Regions from separate parts of the Oryctolagus cuniculus genome. Here region 2 is linked to region 1. A link is a contact called in public Hi-C data. All regions are on one chromosome and are shown on one strand. Each heading gives the region's core, a stretch centred on a gene start, on an enhancer-like site or on the middle of the called end of the contact. The rest is flanking DNA. Distances are from core to core; before and after follow the strand shown. Region 1 holds the start of SCG3 (secretogranin III). Region 2 overlaps TMOD2 (tropomodulin 2).

Region 1 (5,697 bases), core at 544-3,043:
CAACTAATTCATGGCTTACAGTTTACTGGTGCTCCATAATCCCCATAATATGTTCCTAGATCTAGCATTATTTAGCACAATCACTTTGAGACCGAATGGCAGAGAAAGTTAAGATACCTTTTTTCTCTTAGGCAGGCAATTCAGTATATTCAATAGCCATCCCATACCTTCATTCCCCACCCTGAGCTTCTCCCAACTACAAACATATAATGAGGAGAGGAGTCCAGAATGGGACAACGGATCAGATGAGGCTGAGGGATTATGTCAGTGAGAATGAATCTTGGGATCAGTGGGTGGCTATTTTATATAATATTGGGAAATATTTCTTTAAGGCTGTACAAATTTCGTGACTTTGTTTTTTAGGCTACGTCAGAATACACTTGGCATCAAAATGACTTGTTTAAAACAAGTACTCTTTTGATCTCCACCGTAATAGCACGGTATAAACAGAGCCTGCCCTCTCTGTTTTAAAGAGGAATCCAAGGAAATGTATCCTTCATTCAGCTGGGCTTTTAAAAGATGACTTAATTTTTTTAAATGCAGTTTACTGGGATAATAAAGTTATGCTACCACTGCCAAGAAAGAGCCACTCGTTTTGAAGTAGCTGTTAGAAGTACTCTTAGATTCTTAAAGGAAGTATTTGAGTGACTTCCAAACCCCAAAACCTCCAAAATGAGGGAGCTGTGTTTGTCAGCTTGGTTGTTTGTTTGTTTTTAGGTACTTGAATAACTCACTTGCTCCTTGAAAAGGAGGGGTGTAGAAATCAAAGGACTGATTGTGCTGAACCCTTCTCTTCGGTCATTATTCAGAGTAGTTCCCGGCATGCCGCAGTCCAGGGGAAAGGGTCCAAGCTCTGTTTGAAAACCAGAGTTCACTCAGCATCCTGCTCACATTAGTGTTTTTTGTATTCATCACTTAAAAATCTTTTGATGGCTCTTTGTCTGCAATAACCTTAGACTTCCGGGAAAATGCTTAGAATATAAGAAGCATCTCCTAGATTTAGTTATGATGAAAAAATGCTTTTCATCACTCTGCCCTCTCTTGAACGACCCCTGGAAGAGCCTGGTCCTCAGGCATAATTGAATCCTGGGGAAGAATGTTACTGAAGTGCAGCGCGTGTGTGTGTGAAGGGAGAGTTTTTCACTTTGTGGGGGAAAGGATAAGCTTAGAATGAAACCAGCCCTTGCTGGTCATCTACACAGGACTGATGAGAATACTCACGGTTACGGGAACAGGCAACGATTTTTTGTTCTGTTTCAGCATGAGGAGAGGGAGAGTGTGTTGCAGCAATTTGACTCTGGAAAAAATGTTCCTTGAATTTCCCAATTCAAATAACTCCTAAGAGCTGCGACGTCTGCGAGAGCATCAAGAGGTGCTTGGTATATCAACACAAATCACAAAAGGCAGGGCCTTTCCAAGGATAACGGGAACATGTCTACCTTTTGAGTACAGGAGGTGGAGTGGAAAGAAGGGATTCCGGAGCAAATATAGCAGAAGAATCCCAAAGCAGAACTCTTTGCACAAGGTTAACTAACTCTCCCGAACAGGTGTACGGGCCGAGAAGACATTCGGACCCTGCGGTAAAGGTCAATTGGTAGGTTACGACAACGAAGTCAGGTTTACGGCAACGCGGCGGACCCCGGGTGCAGGAGCACCCCCAGGACTGCGGCAGGAGAACACGCTCCCGACCCGTCGCTCCTCCCCCGTCTCTTCCCCGGGTATCGGAGTAGCAGAGCAGTCGCTGACGCCATCCCGTCCCGCCTCTGGCTTGCATGGAGCATGCGCTCCCCTCCTCACTTCCTCTCCAGGGCCCAGCGAAGGTAGAGCTGTGCCCTAGCAGCCGCGCGGCTGGCTGCGCGTCACAGGAACTTCAGCACCCGCGGGGCGGACAGCGCTCGCCTTCCACCTGCTGGCAGGGCTGGCGCGCGCCCGCGGCCCTCCGCAGCGGCGCCGAGCTCCATTGGCCGTCACTCTTCCTCCCCGCACCCGCCCTTCTGCTTCTTCCTGTTTTTTACTCCTCCTTTTCATTCATAACAAAAGCTACAGCTCGCGGAGCCTGGCGCCAGGCGGTTTCTGAAGCTGAGCGTGAGAGAATGGGGTTCTTTTGGACCGGCACTTGGATTCTGGTGTTGGTGCTCCACAGCAGCCCGATTGAGGCTTTCCCCAAACCGGGAGGCGGCCAAGGTAGGCGGACACTTTTCTTCCCAGCCACCCGTTATTTCGCCGCGGAAGGGAGAGCTTGGTTGTAAATCTCCTTGCCTCGTTTTCTGGTCAAATCATAGCCGTGCATATTGACAGAGAAATCGATTTGAATTTAGAGGCAGAAGACGGATTTTTTCCCCCTCACTTTTCAAATGATCGAATGATAACGTGGATTGTTTATAAAATCTCAGTTTTTAAAGAGTTTTTCCACCTAAAGCGGCTTGGATTTTTCTTCTAGTTGTCTTACCATCTTTTTTAGATATTCTATTCATAATATGTGCAGCAGATGATGTAAGAACACCTACTGTGCCAATAACATCACGCCAAATTATGTTCTCCCTATAGTTGAGAAGAACTGGTAAGCCAAGTGTTAGAACTGTCTGTTAGATTCTGTTAAGTCAGGAAAATACGAAAAGCAAGGCGACATTGATAATCATTGGTATTGTATAATCTTGATCATCTTTGTTAATATATACTTTGTCTCATAAAAATACTTTCCTAATATTTTTTCTTTTCTTTTGAAGATTTTCTAAGAGACGTTTTGTCCAGTGCAGTATTAAATTTATATTTGTGTGTGTTTATTCTAGATAAATCTTTACATAATAGAGAACTAAGTGCAGAAAGACCTTTGAATGAACAGGTAGGTCAAAAGCAAAACTATAAATGCCATTTTATTTTGCTTTAGTTATTATTTAATGTAATTATACTGTAGTATTTTAAGCAATTGGAATTTATGGACTCAGCAGCTTAATAGTAAATTGGCAGAAATTAGAGTGGCAAATCTAGTTTTGGTAATTCTGTGCCCTAACCGTTATGTATACCAAGTACTGTATAAAATATAGAGCTGATCAATAACTCAAAAAGCTCAACACCATATCCACTCTATTGTAAGACTGCTTAATTTTCCAGAGAGTCATTGTTCACCAATATTATAGAAGAAAGAAATTCACGTTTATAGAGCTCTGATCTTTATCTCATTTAATCCTTTTTAACAAAGCTTTGAAACAGGAATGATCTATTTTTTACAAAAAAGAGAGATAAAATTCCACAGAGATGAAAACGTTTGGTTCTCATACTTGGTAAATGGTGGAACAATGACTTAAAACCAGGTCCTGTTTGTTTCACAGATTGCTGAAGCAGAAGCAGACAAGATTAAAAAAGCAAACCTTCCAGGTAAAAAGAAGTCATATTGATATTAATTTAAACAATGTAAGCTGTGAGAATCTTATCTAAAAGGGCTGTGTTGTGCTTGGGGCTCTTCCAGAGAACAAGCCAGGTGAAAGCAATTATTCTTTTGTGGATAACTTGAACCTACTAAAAGCAATAACAGAAAAGGAAAAAAATGAGAAGGAAAGACAACCCATAAGAAGCTCCCCATTTGATAATAAACTGAATGTGGAAGATGTTGATTCAACCAAGAATCGAAGACTGATTGATGATTATGATTCTACCAAGAGTGGATTGGATCAGAAATTTCAAGGTAAGTGAGAGATAAAGAAATTTTCTACCTATTTTCTCTAATTTTCCATTAATGGTTAAGAGAGAGTCCTGTGTTTAAAAAATATCTCTGCACATTCAGTCTTTTTTTGTCCATTTCCAAAACTGAAATAAAGCCTGAATTTAATGAGCAAAGCCCCAGCTTTACAGAGTCCCAAATGTTATTTTCCCTTTAAAGGTTGCTTTACTGATGTTTTGAAAAAAAAGTTTTAACCTGCTACTTATAGTTTGTCTTATTGGATGCATTTTAACATTTAAATATATTTTAATAATTAGTACAAAAATTTCTAACTCTCAAATGATTAGATCAATAAAATACCCCCTAAAGACGAAATATCTATTATTTGCTTTTCAATATTCTCCTGGTCATATCCTTTTCCTTTTAGGTTGTCCTGACTTTTCTGTGACTTCAGTTTCCATCTATGTCCTGATGTCCCATATCACTAGCCCGGATTTCTCTGAGCTACAGACCTATTTATCTTTCTACCTACTTAATATCTTCCTTTGGAAGTCTCAGAAGCACCTCATACTTAACATGTCCAAGATTAAATTCATGGTCTCTGTCCACTTCACAACTTAGCTCTCTTACAGTACTCTTTCCATAGGAAAGGCATTACTATCTATCCAGTTTTTTTTTTTTTTTTTTTTTTTTGACAGGCAGAGTGGACAGTGAGAGAGAGAGACAGAGAGAGAAAGGTCTTCCTTTGCCGCTGGTTCACCCTCCAATGGCCGCCGCTGCAGCCGGCGCACCGCGCTGATCCTGGCAGGAGCCAGGAGCCAGGTGCTTTTCCTGGTCTCCCATGGGGTGCAGGGCCCAAGCACCTGGGCCATCCTCCACTGCACTCCCTGGCCATAGCAGAGAGCTGGCCTGGAAGAGGGGCAACCGGGACAGAATCCGGCGCCCCAACCGGGACTAGAACCCGGTGTGCCGGCGCTGCAAGGTGGAGGATTAGCCTATTGAGCCACGGCGCCGGCTCATCTATCCAGTTTTTCAAGACAGAAATCTAACTTCATCCTTTCCCTCACCTCTCAAATTCCAATCTACCAAATTTTATTCATTTTACTTCCTATGTATCTCTCAATTTTCCCCTCCACCCCCAATAACTTCCATTGTCCAGTCTCCAAATATGTATCACTTGAACTGCAACAAAATCTTCTACAGATCTTTCAGCAACCACTCTGCCCCTCTCCAGCCCATTCTTCATGTGGCAGTAGGGTGGTCTTTTGGGCACACAGATTTGAGTATGTCACTCTTTTGTTCAGAATTCTTTAGTAGATACCCATTTCTTTTAGGATAAAAACCCAAATCCTTAGTATGGCTTCCATGGTCTTGCATGAAGCGGTTCTGTCTACGTTTCTAGATTCACCTAGCACACATGTTCTGATAGAAACTTCATTTCTTCCCTTCAGGGCAGTTGATACAATTTGTAATCTTATATTCATAAGCTTGACTATCTATGATTAACGTTCTCCTCCAAAATTAATGAAAACTTCACCAGAACAGAGACATTGTAGCCCCGTGCCTGAATACTTATGAATTCATTGAATGAATTTATGAATGAATCAGTGAACAAATGAAAGAATATGTAAGGGAATAAGTGAATTGCTGTACCCAGGCACTGAGGAAGAGAGTTTGTTTTCCATTCTGCAGACCAGCACTTAGGAGCGGGTACAGGCTTTTTTCTCTGTCTCTTTTCTGTCTCATGGCAACAAGACAATCCTGCTGATTCTTTCTGCCAGAAAGCAACTGCCAATTAAATGAAACTTTCATAGGCCAGTATAGCCTGGGGAGAGTTCAGAAGTGTGGTGTGCATCTGTGGGGTGCACTGGGGACAATGCTTTATATTTGGACACACCACACATCCTATTCCAGGCTATTAAGGGCAAGTTTTAAAAATCTTGTGTTCTACTTTTGACCTAAAATATTTGGACTGAAATAAATAGACACTGAGCAGAACTGCATACTAAGCAGATTTAAATGTTTTGATGGAGTTGACC
Region 2 (5,371 bases), core at 315-2,814, 100 kb after region 1:
ATTTCCCATTAACAAAAATTTATTTGATGGGGCCGGCACTGTGGCGTAGATGGTTAACACCCTGGCCTGCAATGCCAGCATCCTATATGGGCGTTGGTTCAAGTCCCAGCTGCTCCTCTTCTGATCCAGCTCTCTGCTATGGACTGGGAAAGCGGTGGAAGATGGCCCAAGTCCTTGGGCCCCTGCACCCACATGGGAGACCTGGAAGAAGTTCCTGGCTCCTGGCTTCGGATCAGTGCAACTCCGGCCGTTGCGGCCATCTGAGGAGTGAACCAGCGGATGGAAGACCTCTCTCCGTTTCTACCTCTCTCTGTAACTCTTTCAATTAAATAAAATCTTTAAAAAAATTTTGCTTGAATGGTAGAGGAGTTAGGGGTGCTGGGATCTCCCATTTGCTGATCAGTGCCCCAAATGCCTACAGCATTCCAGGCTGAAGCCAGGAGCCCAGAACTCAACCTGGGACTCCTATGTGGGTGGCAGGAACCCAAGTACTTAGGTTATTACCTGCACTATCCCAGGGCGCACATTAGCAGGAAGCTGGATCAGAAACAGAGTAGCTGGGACCTGAGCCAGGCTCTCTGACATAGGATTCCAGCATCTTAAGACTGCTGCACCAAATGCCGGCCCGCTCATGTGTTTTAAGCCAACATTGTAACTTACCTCTAGCACTTACCTGCTGTTTGTGAGTCTGTCACAGTTAACTGTGTCTCCTTGGGAGAAGGGGCCATGTCTTGTTTATCCTTGTGTTCCTGTTTTCTAGAACTATGCCTGGAAAGTGGGTGTAGAGCAGACGGTTGATTGCCGTGAAAGATCTGACCGATGTTAATATTTCCTAAGAGGACAGTCACTCAGGCACATTACTGTTTTCCTGAATGCAGTATTGTCTTTCTAGTGACGATCTGTAAAATCCTCTGCAGGGAGGAAGGTATTGAGTAAAAACTTCCCTTTGAGTGAAAGTTTAAGAGTGAGGTGGTATAAAAAAGAGGGAGTTGAAGTGAAAATGACCTAAGGGGTAAGGGAAAAGAAGTAGGGAGGATAGCAAATGAAACAACAAGAGATGGGGGCAGACATTCAGTGTAGGAGTGAAGATGCCACTTGGGACACTGACATCGCGTGTCAGAGTACCTGGGTTCAAGCCCCAGCTCCTCTCCGGATCCTAGCATCCCACAGAATAGCGCCCCGGGAAGCAGCAGGTGATGGCTTATATAGGTCCTTCTCACCCACATGGGAGGCCCAGATTGGACTAGCCTGGCCCAGCCCCAGCTGTTAGGGTTATTTGGGAAGTGAACTAGCAGATGAAGTTCTCTCCCTGTCTCTCTGCCTCTCAAATAAATAAATAATTTAAAATGTAGAATGGGAATAGAAATAGAGATAGAACGGAAGATGAAGGAAAGAGAAGTAGAACAAGGGGTGGCGTGGCCAGGATTGAGAATCTTTCTTAGTTTAAAGGCAGGGGAAGCACTGGACAATGCTTTCTCACACACACTCCAAACTCGCTCTCTCCTGAATGGATCGCATTTTGCATTCTTCACATCACTCTCTCCCTGAAAGGGCACAAGCGTGCTTCTTACAACTGACTTTCAATGAGTGCCTTGTTCTCCAGTGTTTGTCTACAGAAAGCTGGGGGAGGCAGAGTAAAGTGATGGGGAAGCACTCACTCCACTGGGGACCTCCCAGCCCTGTGGCCGCCAGCCACCTTCATCTCGGCATCGTCATCTGCTGACAGGAGTGATAACACTTGCCCAGGCTTCCTCACAGGGTGGTTGTAACGATCGAAACGAGTGACGTGACATGCACATATGAAAGCTGTCACGTTGCTGTGAAAACGGCAATAATCCTACCTTGCGGTTAAGTGATTTCACTGACAGCATGCTGTCCCGGTCACAGAAGGAAGATGCCAGTGTTTCTTTTTTCTTGGCAGTGTTCTGAGGTCTCAGGGAGCTGGCCCGCTGACACGTGCACGGCCCATGAGAAGGGCGTCCGGAAGCCATGGCCCTGCCCTTTCAGAAAGAGCTGGAGAAATACAAGAACATCGATGAAGATGAGCTGCTTGGCAAACTCTCAGAGGAGGAGCTGAAACAGTTGGAAAATGTTCTCGATGACCTAGATCCCGAGGTGAGTGACACGGAACCAGAGCAGAGCGGTTAATGAGAGCGTGGGATCAATGGCAGGCCCTGGTCCTTCAGCAACAGTGGAAATCCTTTAGCTCCAAGTGCAAATTCTGTGTCCTCCTAATTGGGTCTGAGTCACTGACTTTTCCAAATGCGCAAGTGACCGCAAAGCCACTTTCTGAGGACGGGCTAGTCGGACTTCAAACTCAGGGGAAAAGAAGGGAAGAGGAGGCACCGGAGTGCTGTGAGTCATGAGTGCTGGGTGCAGACGCCCTTGAGGTGAGCACCCTCATCCCCTCCTTATAAATGAGGAGAGAGACTGGAGCCGTAGTACACATAAGATCCCAGGCCAGACGTCAGAGATAGGTTTAAACCAGCTCTTTACCCCCAAATGCAGACTTCCAAATGCATCCATAATTCAAAATCTATCCTACAATAAAGGATAGAAGAATGACCATAGTCATAGCATCAAGTGAATATAAGTGGGGCTTCTAATATTTGTATGCGCTTTTGAAAAGCTATACCACTGATTTGTTGAGCATGCCCTTTCTTCAGCCCTTATAATAGTAATCTTTTCTTTTTTTAAAAAAGCTTTGTTTATTTATTTAGTTGAAAGAGTTTCAGAGAGAGAGAATCTTCTATCCACTGGTTCACTCCCCAAATGGCTGCAACAGCTAGCGCTGGGCCAAGCTGAAACCAGGAGCCTCGTCTGGGTCTCCCCAAACTCTTGGCCCATTTCTGCTAAGCTTTCCCAGGCCATTAGCAGAGAGCTAGATCAAAAGTGGAGCAGCCGAGACATGAACCAGCACTAATATGGGATGCCAGAGTTGCATGTGGCAGCTTTACCCGCTGTGCCACAGTGCCAACCTTGATGATGTTAATCTTAAACTTGGAATTGTAGACATCCAAAATAGTGATTTTACTGTAAATAAAATAACTAAAATAAAATTATTTATATTTTACTCTGATATGCTAAATACTTGGATGTTGTATTCACTTCAAGAAAGAGGAGTGTTCTAGTTTGGTATTCTTTTTTAAGATTTATTTATTTGAAAGGCAGAAATACAGAGAGAGGGAGAGATAGAGATCACCCATCTATCTATTAGTTCACACCAAATGGATGCAACAGCCAGGACTGGGTCAGACCAAAGCCAGGAGCCAGGAGCCTCCTCCAGGTCTCCCATATAGTTTCAGAGTCACAAGTACATGGGCCATCTTCCACTGCTTTCCCAGGTGCAGTAGCAGGGAACTGGATCAAAAGTGGAGCAGCCAGGACTTGCAGGTGCCCATATGGGATGCCAGCACTGCAGGCAGAAGCCTAACCTTCTATGCCACAGTGTTGGCCCCTTGGTTTGGTTTTGCTTTTAACTTAAGAAAGGAATACCAGGCCGGCGCCGCGGCTCACTAGGCTAATCCTCCACCTTGCGGCACCAGCACACCGGGTTCTAGTCCCGGTCGGGGCGCCGGATTCTGTCCCGGTTACCCCTCTTCCAGGCCAGCTCTCTGCTGTGGCCAGGGAGTGCAGTGGAGGATGGCCCAAAGTACTTGGGCCCTGCACCCCATGGGAGACCAGGAGAAGCACCTGGCTCCTGCCATTGGATCAGCGCGGTGCGCCGGCCGTGGCGGCCATTGGAGGGTAAACCAACGGCAAAGGAAGACCTTTCTCTCTGTCAGTCTCTCTCACTGTCCACTCTGCCTGTCAAAAAAAAAAAAAAAAAAAAAAAAAAGAAAGAAAGGAATACCAAAGTTTAGTCAAGCAGGCATCAACATCCACCATAATAGTCACTCATCTTCTTGGATGGATATGTAGGAGAGATGTTAGAAATGAGAGAGTGTAGGGGGCAGGTGTTGTGGCATAGTAAGTTAAGACGCAGGTTGCTCTGCTTCTGATCCTGCTTCCTGCTAATGCACCTGGGAAAACAGTGGAACATGACCGAAGTACTTGGGCCCTTCCACCCATGTGAGAAACCAGGATGGAGACGCTGGCTCCTGGGTTCAGCCTGGCCCAGAACTGGCTGTTGGCAGCAATTTGAGAAATGAACCAATAGATGGAAGGTAACTCTCTTCCTCTCTCTCCCTCTCCCTCTCCATCCCTCTCCCTTTCCCTTTGCCTCTCTACTCTCTTCCCTTCTGTCCCCTCATCTCTCCCTCCTCCCCCCTTCTACACTCTCCCCATCCCTATCTCCTACACACTCTCTCTCTTTCTGTCACTCTGCCTTTCACATGAATTAATAAATACATGCATGTATACATACATGCATGCATCTTTTTTTTTTTTCTTGACAGGCAGAGTAGACAGTGAGAGAGACAGAGAGAAAGGTCTTCCTTTGCCGTTGGTTCACCCTCCAATGGCCGCCACGGCCGGCGCGCTGCGGCCAGTGCACCGCGCTGATCCAATGGCAGGAGCCAGGTACTTATCCTGGTCTCCCATGGGGTGCAGGGTCCAAGTACTTGGGCCATCCTCCACTGCACTCCCGGGCCACAGCAGAGAGCTGGCCTGGAAGAGGGGTAACCGGGACAGAATCCGGCGCCTGGACCGGGACTAGAACCTGGTGTGCCAGCACCGCAAGGCGGAGGATTATCCTAGTGAGCCGCAGCGCCAGCCACATGCATCTTTTTTTTATTTTTTTTTATTTTTTTTATTTTTTTTTATTTTTTGACAGGCAGAGTGGACAGTGAGAGAGAGAGAGACAGAGAGAAAGGTCTTCCTTTTTGCCGTTGGTTCACCCTCCAATGGCCGCCGCGGCCAGCGCGCTGCGGCCGGCGCACCGCGCTGATCCGATGGCAGGAGCCAGGAGCCAGGTGCTTTTCCTGGTCTCCCATGGGGTGCAGGGCCCAAGCACCTGGGCCATCCTCCACTGCACTCCCGGGCCACAGCAGAGGGCTGGCCTGGAAGAGGGGCAACCGGGACAGAATCCGGCGCCCCGACCGGGACTAGAACCTGGTGTGCCGGCGCCGCTAGGCGGAGGATTAGCCTAGTGAGCCGCGGCGCCGGCCCCACATGCATCTTTTTGAAAGAGAAAAAGAAATAAGAGAGTATGGTCATATTGGCCCCCTTGTTGGAGTCTCCATGAGTCCTCGAGGGAGAACCCCTGGGACAGACCTAGCCAACCCTAAGTGCGATCTGCCAAGAAAGGGGCCTTTGTCTGCAGCATTCTAGAAGGCAGGTGCAGGGGACTGAGAAGCCACTGCAGCTGTCCGGGTCCTGCCTGAGCTGGTGGGTGCCATCCTCCAAGCAGGGGTGTTAAAAGAGGTGGGGC

Evidence for each region. A called contact is a pair of places that touch in the nucleus more often than the background predicts.
Region 2: a Hi-C map of skin fibroblasts shows a contact between it and region 1, with 2.2 times the contacts expected there. The contact joins the enhancer-like site here to the promoter of SCG3 in region 1. A contact is called at or near these places in 2 of 6 Hi-C or Micro-C datasets (embryonic fibroblasts and skin fibroblasts).

The regions. Positions count from the first base shown.
Region 1 is chr12:74,379,689-74,385,385 of mOryCun1.1, forward strand. It overlaps SCG3 (secretogranin III), which reads left to right and starts at 1,794. Exons shown (of 12, transcript XM_002717780.5): 1 at 1,794-2,184; 2 at 2,790-2,842; 3 at 3,330-3,375; 4 at 3,467-3,682. The coding sequence starts at 2,094.
Region 2 is chr12:74,480,442-74,485,812 of mOryCun1.1, forward strand. It overlaps TMOD2 (tropomodulin 2), which reads left to right. Exons shown (of 10, transcript XM_002717767.5): 2 at 1,922-2,115. The coding sequence starts at 1,990. Among named protein-coding and RNA genes, the nearest start is that of TMOD2, 17 kb to the left of the region's middle. Within about 2 kb of position 1,565, at least 1 of the 8 cell types and tissues checked has an H3K27ac peak or open chromatin away from gene starts, as enhancers often do.